Linked DNA regions of Gossypium hirsutum: region 1 is linked to region 2. A link is a contact called in public Hi-C data. All regions are on one chromosome and are shown on one strand. Each heading gives the region's core, a stretch centred on a gene start, on an enhancer-like site or on the middle of the called end of the contact. The rest is flanking DNA. Distances are from core to core; before and after follow the strand shown.

The links. A called contact is a pair of places that touch in the nucleus more often than the background predicts.
Region 1: a Hi-C map of hypocotyl shows a contact between it and region 2, with 2.6 times the contacts expected there. The contact joins the promoter of LOC107952787 here to the promoter of LOC107962246 in region 2. A contact is called at or near these places in 2 of 34 Hi-C or Micro-C datasets (hypocotyl and leaf).

Annotation. Positions count from the first base shown.
Region 1 is chrA07:81,446,237-81,449,364 of Gossypium_hirsutum_v2.1, reverse strand. It overlaps LOC107952787 (eukaryotic peptide chain release factor subunit 1-3), which reads right to left and starts at 1,606. Exons shown (of 2, transcript XM_016887962.2): 1 at 1,319-1,606; 2 at 1-48. The coding sequence starts at 23. It overlaps LOC107955772 (serine/threonine-protein phosphatase 4 regulatory subunit 2), which reads right to left. Exons shown (of 8, transcript XM_016891576.2): 8 at 2,870-3,128.
Region 2 is chrA07:81,121,242-81,124,162 of Gossypium_hirsutum_v2.1, reverse strand. LOC107962246 (proline dehydrogenase 2, mitochondrial) reads left to right here and starts at 1,423. Exons shown (of 4, transcript XM_016898564.2): 1 at 1,423-2,047. The coding sequence starts at 1,484.

The DNA.
Region 1 (3,128 bases), core at 357-2,856, 330 kb before region 2:
TCAGTTTCATGACCATCTGCCATTGTGTCTTGTGAAGAAGAAAACAACCTGAAAACAACACATACAAAAAAGGCATTGAGACGCTGAGTTATTTGATTAACACAGGAGAGGGGCAACAAGAAAATGCAATTAGGCTTTAGCTGGTAAAGAAGGATAGAAAATAAAGACCGCTTCATAAAGACGAAAAAAGTGAAAAAAGATTATCATTATTTTCCCCACATTGCTTGGTAAGTTGGTAGGAATGAAAAATGACAATAACGAAACTGAAACCATTTATTGTTTTACAATTATACCCCTTGTAAATTAAGATTAAATAGTACATTTTAAAATTACATAATTTTACTCCCACCACTTTATTAATTTTCAGGGTTTTCAAAACTGGATCACTGCTCAAATCAATCAAACCAGCAATTTCTAGTCCGACTGATTATACTGCTATAATTGGATTGTTTAGTTCAATTAAATAAATTATTAAAAAAATCATAAAATTAAAAATATTTAAAAAATAAAAGAAAACTGTTCAACCTCTGATTCATACCAATTCACAAGCAACTCGGTCCAACTCATTATTACCAGTTCAACCTCTGATTCATACCAATTCCCTTTTTCCAATTTAGATTACGATTTGTTTTGATCATTAAGGGTAAAAAATAATCAGCTTTATATTTTCTTTTCAGTTTTTTTCCCTTTTCCACTCTCCTCCATCTACCCTTCCACTATTCAACCCTTGGTGCTAAATTCAAACACATGTCCATATAAAAGATGTCCCGGTGCATAGGCAATGATAATGGTGCAAATGGAGAAACAGGATATTCATACATAAAACTGTCAGATTAGATATACACGGTAACACAGATATAGCTCAGAGAATTACCCCTATTGGATTAAAAGAAGTGGTGAGGGGGAAGGCCGTGGTAATATTAGTCAGTTAAGCGAATCCGAAGGCGCCACGTTAAATTGATTATTATCCAATCGAAATCATGTAAATTAACAATACTCATGCTCAAGAAATGCTATTTCCATATATAATAAGTATTACCAAAAATTAAAATCCCACCTCAAACATATTATATCTATATCAATACCAATCCCAATCCGGATAAGATCAGAAATAAGGAAAGATCAGGCAGATTTATTTCTAATTTTATTATGGATTAACTATGTATTATCGTAAATTCTTATGAATAACAAGATCCATAGGTGAAGTTGACATATTATCCTCCAAATCTTTTGAAGCATCAATAACAGATCGAAAGGCAGAGATGAGAAGAGAAGGCAAAGAAGATCGAATCGAAGATTTAGAGGAAGAAGAGCATACCTCTGAGTTACCGCCGCCAAAAGAAGTGAAAATTGAAGAAAGAGCCGCTGGTTTCTAGGGTTTTCCAGTAAACTTGCTAGCGCTATCACTTCAGCAGCTAGCTCTAGTAGCAATTTTGTTTTACTAATAGCATTCCGACACCCAAAACCGCTTTTTTTTAATTAATATATTTATTTAATCTTTTTTACCTCTACACGGATTCATCCACATCTCTTTTAAGCTCCCATTTTTTACTAAAAAGTTATTTTTTGATATTTTAATGGAAGCTTTAGACTCTTTTACTCCCTTGCTTCAATAAATCTTCTGCTGAAGAAACTTTTTTAAAAAATAATATTCATATTATTATTGAGTTTTTTTTTTTAAAAAGCTTACGGACTTTAAAATAAAATAAAAAAATTTAAGATAACTACTTCTCTTTTCGATTAATTCTTCACTTTAATTCAATTTTAACTCCAAACTCAATTTTTAATCATATACATTTCAATAAATTTTCTAAAATTGAATGAACTCTAAAGCATTTTCTTTTTTAGCCAATAAATAAGGAGGAAGAAGATGATAAAATTATAAAAGGAGAATTATAATCAATTATGTTTAAATAAAATTTTAAGTATTTATTAAAAAGTCATTCAAATTTTTTAATGTTTTGTTCATTAATGATGTGATAAATTGTGAATCATTGGTAGGATATAGAATTTTTGCATCAACTGTGTATCAAATATTATTCTTTAATAATTACAACTGGTTAAACAAATATTTTTTTCTACCAGTAACAACAATTTGTTTTATTTTCGATTATATATCACTAGTTAAATTAATCCAACCACAATTTCCGAATCAACCAACCTGATCCAAATAAAATTGGCATTAAAGATTTTATAACGTGCTTATATACAAATTTATACTAACCATGGTTTAGATAGCCCTGCATTGTTTAAACTGAATTTCATCATTCAAAATTGATTTTTGGATAACTTTTAAGACAGTTGAACCACAAAAAATTGGAAATATTTCATTTCAACCAATGGGTGAAGGTTTAATGTCAACGGTTCGCTATCGGCTCGAATGAACAGCAGTTCTATTGATTTTAATTGACTGTGTTGTAGGCTTCTCCGTTGGTGTTGGGGTGTCCTCAGCTTTTCACGTAGAAGAAAGGGCTCTGTACGAGGGTCTGAAACTTGCCTGGTACAGCGGATGTTCGTTTGAGGTACATTGGACGTGAGCACAATAAGGCTGCGGATCTGCGGTTCAGCAGAGCTTAATAGGCTTAGTACGTGTGATGCACCTCCATCCTCGGCTGTGTCTTTGTTGGCTGCTGATATCAATCGTTACATTAGTACTAAGCGTACAGAGCAGGAGTGTTGAATGTAGCCCTGCCTCGGGGGTGTTCTTTGATTGGAAAAAGAAAATTGGAGAATTGATCAAGGCATGGAAACAAAGCGTTGGGGTAGACCGGGTGAGACACGTATGAAGAGGGCCAAAGGCATATTATTGTGCTTCCTTGTAAAGATTGACAGAAAATTCAGAAAAATAATAGGCATCGAGTCGGCTGAATCACCACAATAAATGAGCTTATTATCATTGAGTGTCAAACTACCATGCCACAACAACAAACTAACTATTAAAATACTGACAAGCTAAAATGGTCACTGTTACAGTGGCCAACAAGACATTGTGACATGTTGACAATCTTACAAATACAGCATCCATGGAGATATCTCAAAAGGAAAATATTTGTTTCAACCCCTCAAGGACCAAAATCTGAGACCCTTCGTTGCTTTCTTCCTCAAGGTTTCTCCAAAATTGTAACATA
Region 2 (2,921 bases), core at 174-2,673:
AGGATCAAGGGGATCCTGATCGAGACAAGTCATGACGAGGGCAAGTAAGAGTAGTGGACATTTGCGAACGAGATGTACAAGAAATAGATATAATTCAAGGCGTAGAACTACCCAATAGAAAGACTAGTCGAGAATCAGTTGAGGCATCAAGACCATTTCGAGACAAGTTAAGCTAGTTCCATTCTAAGGATGTGATGAGAGCATCACGAGAATGAGTGGGGGAGAATGTCACGAGCCGCAGATTAAAGCCTGTGACCATTGGACACTAAACATCCCATGGAGGTCAATTGATCAAATGTGGCTCATTTACCCTGCATAAACTAGCTCGACTCATGGAACGTATGGAGAAGCCCATCTACTTGAAGTCTAGTTAGCTCAGTGAAGCACTCAAGTAAAACTAGAGTTACTAGCGTAATTAATGCAAATCCTAAAGGAGAAAGATGTATAGAGTTTATATCTCTTAAGACTCTCATCTTGTAGATAGGCACGAATCTTAGTTGTCGATGTAATTCGATATGTACCGTTGTATTTGGGGGAGCTCAACTATAAATAGAAGCCTTCCCCTCATTCATTTGTATTCACTCAGTTGTAAATCTTCAAAGTAATAGAATACTTTTAAGAGCATATACTAAAACACTCGGTGTGTGCTATTTTTCAGTGGCTTTTTTTATTCATTCGTTACTTTTTCGTTTTGAGTTTGCTTCTGATTTACTTTGGTGCCTTATAGAGAGTTTCTGCTAGAATTCTCATTTTCCGAGTGTAAGACTGACTTAGGCAGATTTGAACCCAAGCAATTGCCTAAAGCCACGCAATTTACTAGATTAAAGTTCTAACCTCGCAATACTAGAAATTGAATCTATTTCTAGCAACAATTATTGAAGCAAATTTCTTATAATGTTGTAAGTTATTCTAAATCTCTCAGTCACATGTTAGGTGACATCCAACATGTATCCCATATTTAATAAGCATGTCCCATTTAATGCGTTCATCACATTTTAAATTTTAATAGATTTAATCTTAAAAAGCGAAATATAATTTGGGACAAGAAATGAAATGTATTGGCGGCTTTAATAAATTAGATAGATAGAGATTTTGCATTCTTAGTCATCAATATGTCAACTTGTTTAGGATTTATCCTTTAATAACATATTTGCCAATCACGCCTTAGTTTGCAAAGTTGTGAGGCCTTGAGTGTATAGGTTCAATTTTTTCTCTATCCAATTCTTAATCCATTGTGTTTTATAACACTTTATTTTAATTATGGATGTAATTATAATTATAAATATACAAACATTTATTATTTATAATTATAAAAAGAAACCTCCTTTTTGAATTATTGTTAGAACTGTAACCAATATTACCAAGTAAAATAATTTAGAGATACATTATTTTTTGTCTATAAATTCCCCTCTTGTTTCAGACTCCCATAACTTAGCTTGCAAGTCAAAAACTATATTCTCTAATTGTCCGCTCGCTCCCTTCTATGGCAACAAAGTTTCTCTCACCAAAGCTCCTCAATACCTTCCCCTCATTCACTAGGTTTCTTAACTCAGCCTCCACCGCTTCCCTCGCCGCCGTTGCACCTCTCAATTTTGACGAAAAGCCTGAACCCGCCGCTGTTGAAAAACAGCCGACTTCCCTTAAACAAGAATCAATTACAAACGCAACCCTAGACCTTGATGATCACCAAAGGCTTTTTGGTTCCATTCCTACCTTGAACCTACTACGTTCAGCGGCCAACCTCGGGTTGGCTGCTAACGAGCGGTTCGTAGATTTCGGCATGTGGATTATGAATTCTAGGCTCATGGAAACAAGTTTGGTACGTGACGCTATATTGAAAACAGTTAAACATACGTTCTTTCAACACTTCTGCGCGGGTGAAACGACGGAGGAGGCGGCGGACTGTGTGAGGAGAATCCACGACAAGGGTTTCAGAGGGATGCTGGTTTATGCGGTGGAGCATACGAGCGATAACGCCGGTTGTGATCGAAATTTGGAAGGTTCCCTTGGGAGTGTTGAATTGGCCAAGTCGCTTCCAGCTTCGTCTGTAAGTATTTTTGGTTTCGATTTAGCCATCTTTCTTATCCTCATCTATTCTCCTCCCAACACGTAAACCTCTACGATTCTCAAGGTCTTATCTTCTCCTTCAAAACCATTATTAGCATTCCACTTAACTGTTTTAATTATATTCGGATTAACTGCGGACACTAATATTTTTAATTATTTAAAAGATTAGATACTCTGCTTATACTCAAATATTAAACACGTGAATATAATTTTTTTATTTTAAATATGATTTTCCCTAGTATTCATATTTATTTTCCCTCTTATCAATCGTAAGATGTTTCAATTTGAAAGTTTTGAATTTCCTTTTCATACATATAAAACACCACCCTTTTATTGCTGTATCCTCATGCACGTGAGCTTTACGTTGTGGAGGCGGTCCCACAAAATTACTACTAGATAGCTCGCTCGTTCATTAAGAGTCAAGATTTAATATGACTATCCAACACCAAAAGTCCAAATATATAAAGAAAAAATTGATGATGATAAAATCGAAGTTTTTTTGTAGGATCATTATAATATTTTGTCGTTTAATAATAGAACAAAGTTGAAAAAAATATAGCCGTATGTGCGTATGTACGCATATAAACAAAGTTGTGATACGGGGGCACTTGATTGCCAGCAGGTTATTGGTCTATCTTTTGCAGTCATGTATGATGGAGAAAGTAGAGAGCATTGGTGAAAAGGATCGGTGGTTGTTGTGACAACTGCCTTTGCTAGCGACAACATACAAAACAATAGACAACTTGTCTGGCTAAACGTGTATCCTTTCGTTTCTTTTTTGGCCACGCCTAGGAAAAGTTCTCGGCTATTAATGATGGAAGGGAAGTTGTGTTTAATGATTCTGTAGGAAGGAA